2 separate regions of the Gossypium hirsutum genome follow, and region 2 is linked to region 1. The links are chromatin contacts, called in public Hi-C maps. All regions are on one chromosome and are shown on one strand. The core of a region is the stretch at or near the end of the contact, and the rest is flanking DNA. Distances in the headings are between cores, read along the strand shown.

Region 1 (5,215 bases), core at 630-3,129:
TGTTTCAACTTTTCAATAGTGAATCATAGTTTTTTCTCTGTGTGTGGGGGCAAGCATGCATTTGGGGCCCTTGATGGCTGATACTTTGGCTGCTTACTAATACTTTGATTGATTGTGAAACCGACATGAATGTTTTTTTGTTTGGCACAAAAGAATACGAAGAAGGCTGACCTGACGCTTGCAACCGTTGCTTCTAGACCAATAATCAGGATGATGCTGTGGATTCTCACTGCTTCGGGACAAAATGTTCAAGGCAGAAGATTAAAAGAGTTCGGCTGCCGGTTCGAGGACACAAAGCTCGCAGCAATTACAACATGGTAGATGCCTAGATATATTTACTTTTTAAGAAAAATAAACTCCCAAGTCTTAGTGAAGATAGAATGAAAATGCCTTATAAACAGCAGAAGAAATATATTATCATCTAAATGCCAAATGAATAATTTGACATAAAAGTTAGCTCAACCTTACGTTATTCCAAAATATTTGATGATATACAAGACTAAAATCGAAGACAGATATAAAGGACTTGGGCAAAATGTAAGCTCAACACAATAATTAGCTTGTAATGATACTGGCGAGAACATCTGTCTTACCTCTTGCATAAATTGTGTAAACTAAGCGGATAGCATCAAGCCATCCGTCTAAAGATTCCCATGAGTCAGCAACCTGAAAGGAAGAACAGACAATACTCACTAAAGTTGGATTGCTATTCGTATATTGCTAAATAGCATAGTTGTCAAGTTTTCTGAAAGTGTGAAAGATATCGTTCCTTTAATAAAAGCATGATACTTACCAGAAAATTGGACCATGGGTAGTATCAATGCAGAGGCCTGCACCTGGTGGTAGAGTTAGATCAGCACATGATGATACAAATACAATATCTGGAATCTCAACTCTGATAGCTGAGTTTTCTTCATTTGTTACTTCTGCAATTGTGCCAGAGAGGCTTCGAGAAACTTATTTCTGTTCGGCTTTGATGACCTGCTCAATTGGAAAACAGAAGAGGACATAGAGGAAGAAAATGAAAGTCACGAGGATAAACCAACATAAACCAGTAGTATACTGAACCGACTTTGCATAGCAGTTTACATTGATTTTGCCTTGCATGCATAACATCCTGGAATTTATTATGATAGTGATCTACAACAAATATATTTTTGCTCATACTCTACGATTCATTCCATTTAAGTTCAGACATTAAATATCAAAATTTGCTTGAAGAAATGAATCCCTTGTTCCAGGAAAAAAAGAGAAAATTGAACTTGATATTTATTTGCAATAGACAACGAAAAACCAATCAGCTTTTTACCTGTTGAAGTGTTTCATGATTCAAAAAGAACTCTGTTCTCTTCCAATCACGATGCGGGGCAATTGCGTTTCCTACTGGTGGTGCAGTCCTATTTCCCTCTTTGAGATGGGGTAAAGGTAGCTGTCAAAAATATTGTCAGAAAATAATAGAAAATACAGAGAACCGATAATTGGCAGTTTAAAACAACACTGATGCACTGACAGAAAGAAATATGAAATGCATGGATTACACTAAAATATATTACTCCAATAATAATCTTAAAAAATCCAGGAAAATGCTAATTAACCAGGAAACAGAGCAAGATATTATTCTCTTTGCCAACAGATTCAACAATGCTTACGGAATATTCAATCAATTTAGAAGAGAATAAACCTCAAATATAAAGTTCAAATATCAATACTGACCATTGAACGAACAAGCTTCAAGGCACTGCTGTAAACCTGTAAAGTTTAAAACGTTAAATAAGAAGATATCCACAAACTGAGAAGTCAAATTGCATAACCCTGAAACTTTAAATTAAGGAGAAAAGGAGGTATATCATTATCTTTCTTATAAATTTATGCCGAAAGTTTTCATTTTCCAATAATTATGCCACCTATATAGCCTAAAAGTGATATTAAATCTAACCAAAACTTTGTGGTCCAAAATAGAACCAGACCCGATCTCATGTCTTCAAGTTCTCTTTTAGAAACAGATGAACTGATCTAAAAATCAAGAAAAAATAGAACCAGACCCGATCTACCATCTAGCAAGAAAAAAGCAAGAACCAGACCCGATCTAGAAATCAAATCAGTGAAAATTAACAGAAAAAATACCTGTTGATGACAAATGGTGGTCGAAAACTGAGCACATTTGGATCGGTAATCTGGACGGATATGGAGAAGAGGGAACCGAGGAAATGAAAGAAAACTACGATAATTGAATAGGGAACCGAGGAAATGAAGGAATGAAGGACTTCTTGGGGGTTAGTGGAAAATCGATAAACAGAAGCAGTGTTTTCTACCGGAAATGAAGGAAAGAATGAATGAGGAGATAGAGAGGAGTTTCCGGAAAATGTCTTACGGAAATTGAAAGGGTAAGACATTTTCCCTAAAATGTAAGCCAATTTCTCGTGCTTTGGATTTCATTTTCCAAATGGAAAATGTTTTCCGCCAATCAAACGCTGGAAAAGGCGGAAATGATTTTCCGGAAAATCAATTCCGCCAATCAAACAGACCCTTAGTTTAATTATAATAGAGTGAATTTGAGTTTTCAAATGGGTAAACTATCAAAATAGTTACTTTTGTTTGTCTTAGGTTATATTTTAGTCACTTATGTTATCGTGTTGTAACATTTTAGTCACTGAACAGTTAATTGCCGTCAATGGTGTAATAGTAAGCTGACGTGGCACGTTAAACCATCATTTCAAATGAAAATTTTAGGATAAATTCTACAATTGGTCCCCATGTTTTTTCATTTTGAGCAATTTATTTTTTATGTTCTTTTAATTTTTTTTTTCATTCTCTCCTGAGTCTCTCTATGTTTTCCTCCTTTCTTCATTTTTTAACGTAGTTTTTCTATGTTTTCTATTTGTTAAAACTAGTCCACAAGCTCACCTCACTCGAAAAAATTAAATTGTTCAAAAAATAAAAAGTATAGGGCCTAGTTTTAACAAATGGAAAACATAGAAAAACTAAGTCAAAATAAATGGTGAAGGGAGGAAAACTTAAGGAGAATCAGAAGAAAATGGAAAAAAATGAAAGTTAAAAAAACATAAAAATAAATAAATTAAATTGCTCAAAACGAAAAGATATGGGGAAAGATTGTATAAATTAACCTAAATTTTTTGTTTTAAATGATGATTTAACTTGCCACATGAGCTTACCGTTATAGCCCGAAATAGAGCCTAATCGGAATAGTAGTTTCATAACCACAAATCTGAAGTAAAATAGTTTAATTTTATAAATTTTTATTAATTACTGATTGATTGAAATATTGTGTGAAAATATGGATAGGAAATTTTAATGATTTAGTGCCTAATTGAATTTTTAGGACTAAATTGAGAAAAAATGCAAAGTGTGTCTAATTAGTGATTAAATGACTTAATTGAATTATTGCATGAAATTGGAAGTGTTTATGTGGAAAATAGACCATAAATTAGTGTTATGGACACATAAGGGTAACTCTAGAAAAAAATATCTAAGTAAATGGGTCAAGGGCATTTTTGTCAAAATTGAATAAAAGACAAAATAAGATGAAAATAAGTGTTCATCTTCTTCAAAATTGGAGCTTGCTGCCAAAAATTCCATGTTACCATAGCTAGGATTCTTGATTTTTCTAAGCTCAATTGTAAGTGATTTCTTGTCCCATTTTTAATTATTTTCGTATTTTTATGCTTATCGAGGCTTGAATTTCATGTTTCTACCATTTATTTTAAATGGAATTAAAGTTTAAAAATTCACTCATTCATGATATAGTTGTAATTTGATGAGTGATGTTAGATAATGAATGTTTGAAGTGTTAATTACGAGTTTTACTAGATAAATTTCGATAAAAATGTTGAAAAAGGACTAAATTGTGAAAGATAGTAAAGTGTGCATAAGTTGTGATTTTGTGAAATTGAGGGCTGATATGAGCATGAAATATTATTTATAAAATTTCAAAAAATATTTATATATAATAATTCTTATTTTTAAATTTGTAAAATTTGAATAACTTAATTTTTTTCTAAACCAACTATTTATCCAAACAAAGCAATTATAAGTTCTATAAAATATCAATATTTTAAAAATTTATAAAATTATTTATCCAAAAACAATTTTTAAGAAATTTAATTTAACTAGTGACAAGTTGCAACTCGTATTAACATCATGAGAACAATTTTTTTTAAAAATTATAACATAAAACTAAACTAGAATAAATTAATTACAATGATAAAGCTTTTAGCTCAAATCAGGGGTGGATACAAGGGGACAGATAGGGCCCTATTTCTCCCAAAATTGAAAAAATATCATTTTAATCCTTTATAAATGATTAAATTATAAATTTACTTTAACTCCTCAAAAATAAAAATTATATTTAATCCTTTTAAAGAATAATATCTGAAAATTTTATAATTTAATTTTTACCCTTAAAAAATATTTTTAATTTGAATCCTACTGAAATATTAAATTTTATGGAGGAGAAATAGACATCTTTTTCTTACAGTTTGAACAATACTTTGGGGGACCCACTTGGCTTAATAAAGTATTCATTTTGTGATTGTGACTTTGGGAGAATCTCAATGCACGTTGTTTTTGGCTTTTACGTTAACGACTTTAACTAATCTTATCTTAAAGTAATACATATAGTTTATTAATTAGTAACCGCCCATGGTTGTGACCCCTCTAAATTAAAGTTCACTACCAACGGTGTGGATTGAATACAATTAATATCGTTGTCGTTTCCATAATATATAGGTTATTGGTTCGAGTCTAGAGATGAGTGTAAATTGAATCGACTAAAACAAATATTTAGTCACTTATTTTATAATTTTAATTCAATTTAATTTTTTCTCGAAATAAGTAAAATTATCCAGTTAAATTAAAAAAATTTAAATATGTCGAAATAAAATTTTGTTACAATTTAATTAATTTTATGTTAGAATACATAAATTTAAAACCATCTATTTTTGAAAACCTTTTCAAAGTAATATATATATATATAAAAGGAGAAATATGCTAAACTTGAATTGGAATTTTTTTAAAGTTTTAATTTTTTATATACTCATTAGATTTTTTTAATTTTTATAACTTTAAAAATCATTAAAATTTATGAATTTTTTGAATTTTTAAAATTATTTGGAATTTTTTTGTTGAAAGAAACTAATTTATTCATTTTCGAAATTGATAAGGACCAAAATATTATTTACATTAATATGTCATTTGA
Region 2 (5,292 bases), core at 1,896-4,395, 39 kb after region 1:
ACTTGTTTCTACGAGATAAAGTTAGGAAAAAAATAATTTAAATCTATTAGTAATAACTTTCATCACCAATTTATACATTACTGAGCACAAACTAATAGGGTGAAATTGGCTGAAGTCTTTTTGGTTGTTATTATTTGAGATAAGCACTATCGGTGAGTTATTCAGCTCTGGGTCAATACTGTTACCAGCGAAGACTCCTCGAACCTGTTTACAAACTGTATTACTTACAATATCCCACTGACTCTAGAAAAAAAGTGTATGAAAACCATCATTTCTCAAATATTTTAATAAGGATCCATATCAAATAAAGCTTTCTTAATTTCTTCATCAGACACCGACTTTTCCAAAAACTCAATGTCCTGGGTCTTGAGGTGAGGGAAAATGATGGAAGGGAGATCCTTCATGGGCATTGACATTTCCCCCATAAAGCTTCTCGAAAAAACCAACTGCCCCAGTTTTAAGGATGTTCTGATTGAAACACCACTCACCATTATCAATGCATAGGACAGTGATATGGTTAAATTTCTTCTTTAAACCGTTTGACTATGAATGAATTTGGTGTTATGGTCCCCAAACTGGAGCCAGTCACATCTAGATTTTTACTTCCACAGAAGCTCATCATAATTCAGCAAGTTTTCCAAATCATCACGCACATTAACCTCTAATTGAAGTAACCGGCTAGAGGCAGAATGATCTAGGGCCTTTTGGATATTAGTAAGCAACCTCGTAAGATATATTTTTCAAGAACTTATAAAGTCATAAACGTACCTGTTCCATTTTTTGACATGTGAAGTAAATTCATAATGAGAACTAACCATATTACACGAAAACTTCCACTTATCTTTCACAAATAAGGGAAAGTTAGCATGCTTCATCCACCTTGCTAAGAACTTAAAAAGTCTCTTTGTAGCCACGCTAATATCTAGTTTGGTCCTCAAGATAATGGGCCTATGATCAGACTTAGTCTTCAGCAAGTTATGTAGTGCATTATTGTACGGATAAGAGTAATAGGTAGACTTGTGTCTTGCAATGTGTCTTCTAAAAATTCCCATCGAACTTTATCATACGCATTCTCTAAATCCACCTTAACCACCAACTATCCCTTCTTACTCTTAGTGGTTTTCATAGTATGAATTGCTTCCTGTGTGATAATAATATTGTTGGAAATATTATGTAAATGTATAAAGCTTGATTGATTTTGCTTTACTAGAGTTTGCATCACTTGTCAAAGACTGATGATGATTGTTTTTGTAATCACCTTGTACAAGACATCGCGTAAGTTGATTGGTCTGAATTGTTGAATGGATTAACTCTACATCAAATTTCTTTGGAATAAGTACCAAAAGAGTAAGATTAATATTGAACTCTACATTTAACAATTTCTACTTATCGTAATTATACTAAATCATATAATATATACTCTATAGCAAAATTTTAACATAACTTATGGTAATTATAAAAATTATATAATATATATTCTAGAGCAAAATTTTAACATAAACAAAGAACTACATAAATGAAGTTGTTTAATTTTTGACAATTGACATACTAGATTTTTTTAAATTTCCTTATTAGCTGGAAAAAAGTGAAGCCCAATTAATTTTAAATTAAAAAAAATAGTATTTCATTGTGAAAGTTCATTTATATTAAATCACAATAAGTAAATATTAATTAAGTTGTTTTAAAATTTTATTTTCACAATCACTTAAACAAAATTTTTTAATTGAACTTGAAAAAAAATCTTTATTCCATCTACTCACATTATTATTTTTATACTTTTAAACATTTTGGGTTTAAAATTTATATTAATTCCTTTATATTTTCTTTTTTCACTAATTAAATAATTCATTTACTTTTTAATTAAGAATTTTAAAATGAAGTGAAGTTAAAATATTTTAAATCATTATTTTAATATCAAAATATAAATACAGTTTATTTATTTGAATTTTATAATATTTCAAAAAATTCTAATATATTATTAATTAAATAATATATACAATTATACTGTGCATGGCATTAAAAAATTATAGTAAAATCAGTTATACTCGATAGCAGTGCGAGTTTGCTGGCAAAAACATGTGGTAGCCACAAACCGAGACATGTGTCCGATAGTAAAGAGTGTTCTCTAGTTTTATGTCTCCAGCTATATTTTACTCTTATCTTTACTTTCGTTGCGGTCCAAGGTTGTTCCATTGTAAATTAGATCCGTCGGTGAGGGGAAATTATAAAAAATAAAGTAAATGAGATTTTACTTGGAATAATATGTATGTTTTATTTTAAATTATTTTGGATTTAAATATCAAATGGATATGTATTATTTGTGTAAATTTTTTTATTAAAAAACAAAAAAATTATCAATTTTACAAGAAAAGTAAGAATATCCAATTTATAATATCTTTAAGATTGAAACTTTGATTTAAATCATGTTTTAATTTATTGGTTAAAAGTGTTGATCATATCCCAAAATCGTGAACTCAATTTGTAGATCAGTATAAAGAAAATATTTTGGTTATTAATTAATTTTCATTTAATTGCGAATTAAAAGTCAACATGTAATTAAAGAGACTAATTATCGTGTTTTACTTTTTTTTTAAATCGCGAGTTAAAAAGTCAATTATTTACGTAATTAAAGAGATTAATTGTTAATAATAATGTTTTTTCTTAAATATCTTAACTTTAAATTTTACGAGTCGGTGCGTAATACTTTTCTTTAATGGCTGTAGTTAGGGTGTTAATTTGGTTAACACCAAATTGAACAATGAACTAAAATTCCGTTTATTTTAACCATTAACTTAATAATAGAATTACTGAATATTAATACACTGCTAAAAAGTTACCCAAAAGTTTTTCTTATTTAAAATTTAAAATAAACTAACTAAATAATAACTTACTTAAAACAAATTATTTAAAAAACTATTTTCTCACCTGTATAGTCGTTGATAAATTAAAGGAATTGAAACATAAATAAACCAATAAAAAGGGTATTCTGCGTCAAGTCCTTTTCTCTAAGCCTCCTTTCCCTTCTTTTCCTTAATTACACATCAAGGACAAAACGGGATTTTTCGCTACTTTCATTCTTTTACCCTCTTCTTTTTCCTAAAATTGCCTCAATTGCCATACCTTGATGATCGTGCCAGTAGAACGGGCCCCACACACTAATTCATCTAAATACCCTTCCCTTTTCCCTTAAACCAAAACAGAGACGTACTGTACTTACGCACTGATATCGAGGGTATTTCGGTCTTTTATAAAACCCGCGCAATTCAGAAAAGGGGGGAAAAGAAAGGAGAAAAAGTAAAAACACAAAAAAGGACTCGTGTAAGCTTTGCTTGCGTGATGCGTGGTATAGTGTAAGTGATGACACGGCCAAAGAGCTTAAAAAACCCTTTCACTCGCTTCGAAAATGGCGGTTTCTTGGATTTCATTCATGATTTATGGAGAAAATCCAACATTCAAACCCTAGCGATCTTTGTTTTTGGTTGATTTAGCTGTATATTTATTCAGGTAAGATTCTTTTTGTCTTCTTCGTTGATTCTTCTACATTGCGTTATTTCAGAAGGTTGACGTTTTGATTCTTCTTTTTTTGATGATCACAGATAGCGCGCGCGAGTGAGAGAGAGAGAAGAGATGGGAGAGATTCCGAAGGTATTGTACATAATGGTAGTGGACGAAGGCGAGAAGAAGGAGAAGGAGAAGGAGAAGGAGAGGTCGTCGTTTCGGTACACGCGTCCCGTTCTTCAGAGTACTCTTCAGCTCATGGGATGCAAAGCTCGTCATGCTTTCAAGGTTTTCTCTCTTTCTTTCTTTTTGAAATTTGATTTTCTTTAAAGAAAACTTCAAGCAATCAGGCTGATTTCGCTTATTTATGGATTTTCATTTTATCCTCGATTTCTTTCTATTCGCAAAATATTATTACGAATTTACGATATAATAGAGTAAACTCTGGATGATTAGTTGATAGATCTGGATTGCTTATCACGTGTTCTATGAAATTTCTTTCCGAATTTACATGTTTTTTTTTAAAATTCGGATTTAATGCTGAGCCTAAACAGTTTCATAGTCGCGCTTTTTTTGTTTTTTTTGTTTTGGCTTCTCTATTTATCCGGAAAAAGAAAAACCAGCATCCTGTCGTTGTCATGGAATGGTAACGGAATATTTATCTCCTCGATAGATTTTTAACTTCCTATTTGTGTCTGCGCCTTTCAGATCTTTGCAAATGATCGAAATCCATATAGATGAAATCAGTTTGGATCAGTTTTATCTTTTCTGTTGGCACCTCTCTGTTGTGGATCTTGTACCACCGTGTGGTCCCATCATCGTTTTCTGTATTTATTGTATTAGTGCATGTTATAGGTTTGATTTTCAGTTTGTATTTAATATCTGCTTCCTAGTGGGTGATAGAAATCTTCGCTTTCGTGTCCAGTGAGAGGTTGAGGCGAGAATTAACTTGGAGACTTTTGCTAAATTAGATATATTTATAAAATTCTTGTATAATGTGGACTGCCCAGATTCTCTGTCGTGCTGTCACTTTTGGCATTATTATTCGTTTAGCATCAATAATTTTATCGTTTGGAGTTGTTGCATGTCATTCCATATTTAATTCTCTAATCTGACATGATTGGTTTTTCTCTCATGTTTCTTTGATTGTTATGGCAAGTGGATCCTTTTGCTAAATGTATTCTTTGTATTTCTTACCAGATTAGCCAGAGTGTTTTTGAATTGATAAGAAGTGATCCATTTTACAAGTCTCTACATTATGAGGGAAACGAGATCTTAAACTCTGATAGTTTCAAAGGGAACTCTGAAAGGGAAGACGTTCGTCCCACCAATGGTAACTTTGGCGGAGCAGAGGCAGGCAGCTGCTTAGTCTCAGATAAAGATGATGGAAATAAGACCATACCATTTGAGCTGTACAAAAGACGTACCACGGTTGTTGTTAGAAGGGAAACTTTCTTGGATGTTGTCTGTGAAGCTCTGGCTGAGTATAAGTATGTGGGTCCAAACCAGAGAGCTGACTTGATTTTGGCAAGCAGGTATTGTGAAACTGTGACATCTTATACCTACCAGAAACTTCTGCAATTATAATGGCCTGTAATTAATTGCTTGCATGTTGAATCTGCAAATATTCCTTCATTTTTTTTTCTGGTAATTTCATGGGGAGTTGTGGTAGCTTGTAGATTGGTAATTCACATTTCTCTTGGATTCTCTTTATTTAACGTGACAAACTTTTCATAGAATTTATTTCAAGAGACTATCGAGACTTGAGTTTCTCCATCAAATTTTCAATTGTCT

Evidence for each region. A called contact is a pair of places that touch in the nucleus more often than the background predicts.
Region 2: a Hi-C map of fibers shows a contact between it and region 1, with 5 times the contacts expected there. The contact joins the promoter of LOC107927131 here to the enhancer-like site in region 1. A contact is called at or near these places in 10 of 34 Hi-C or Micro-C datasets (callus, fibers, hypocotyl and 2 more).

The regions. Positions count from the first base shown.
Region 1 is chrD03:49,498,127-49,503,341 of Gossypium_hirsutum_v2.1, forward strand. It overlaps the pseudogene LOC107927064. Among protein-coding and RNA genes, the nearest start is that of LOC107927113, 3.6 kb to the left of the region's middle. Within about 2 kb of position 1,880, at least 3 of the 9 cell types and tissues checked have an H3K27ac peak or open chromatin away from gene starts, as enhancers often do. A contact at or near this core is called in fibers, where this site is marked.
Region 2 is chrD03:49,536,282-49,541,573 of Gossypium_hirsutum_v2.1, forward strand. It overlaps LOC107927131 (P-loop NTPase domain-containing protein LPA1 homolog 1), which reads left to right and starts at 3,146. Exons shown (of 8, transcript XM_016858133.2): 1 at 3,146-3,504; 2 at 3,597-3,786; 3 at 4,699-5,033. The coding sequence starts at 3,628.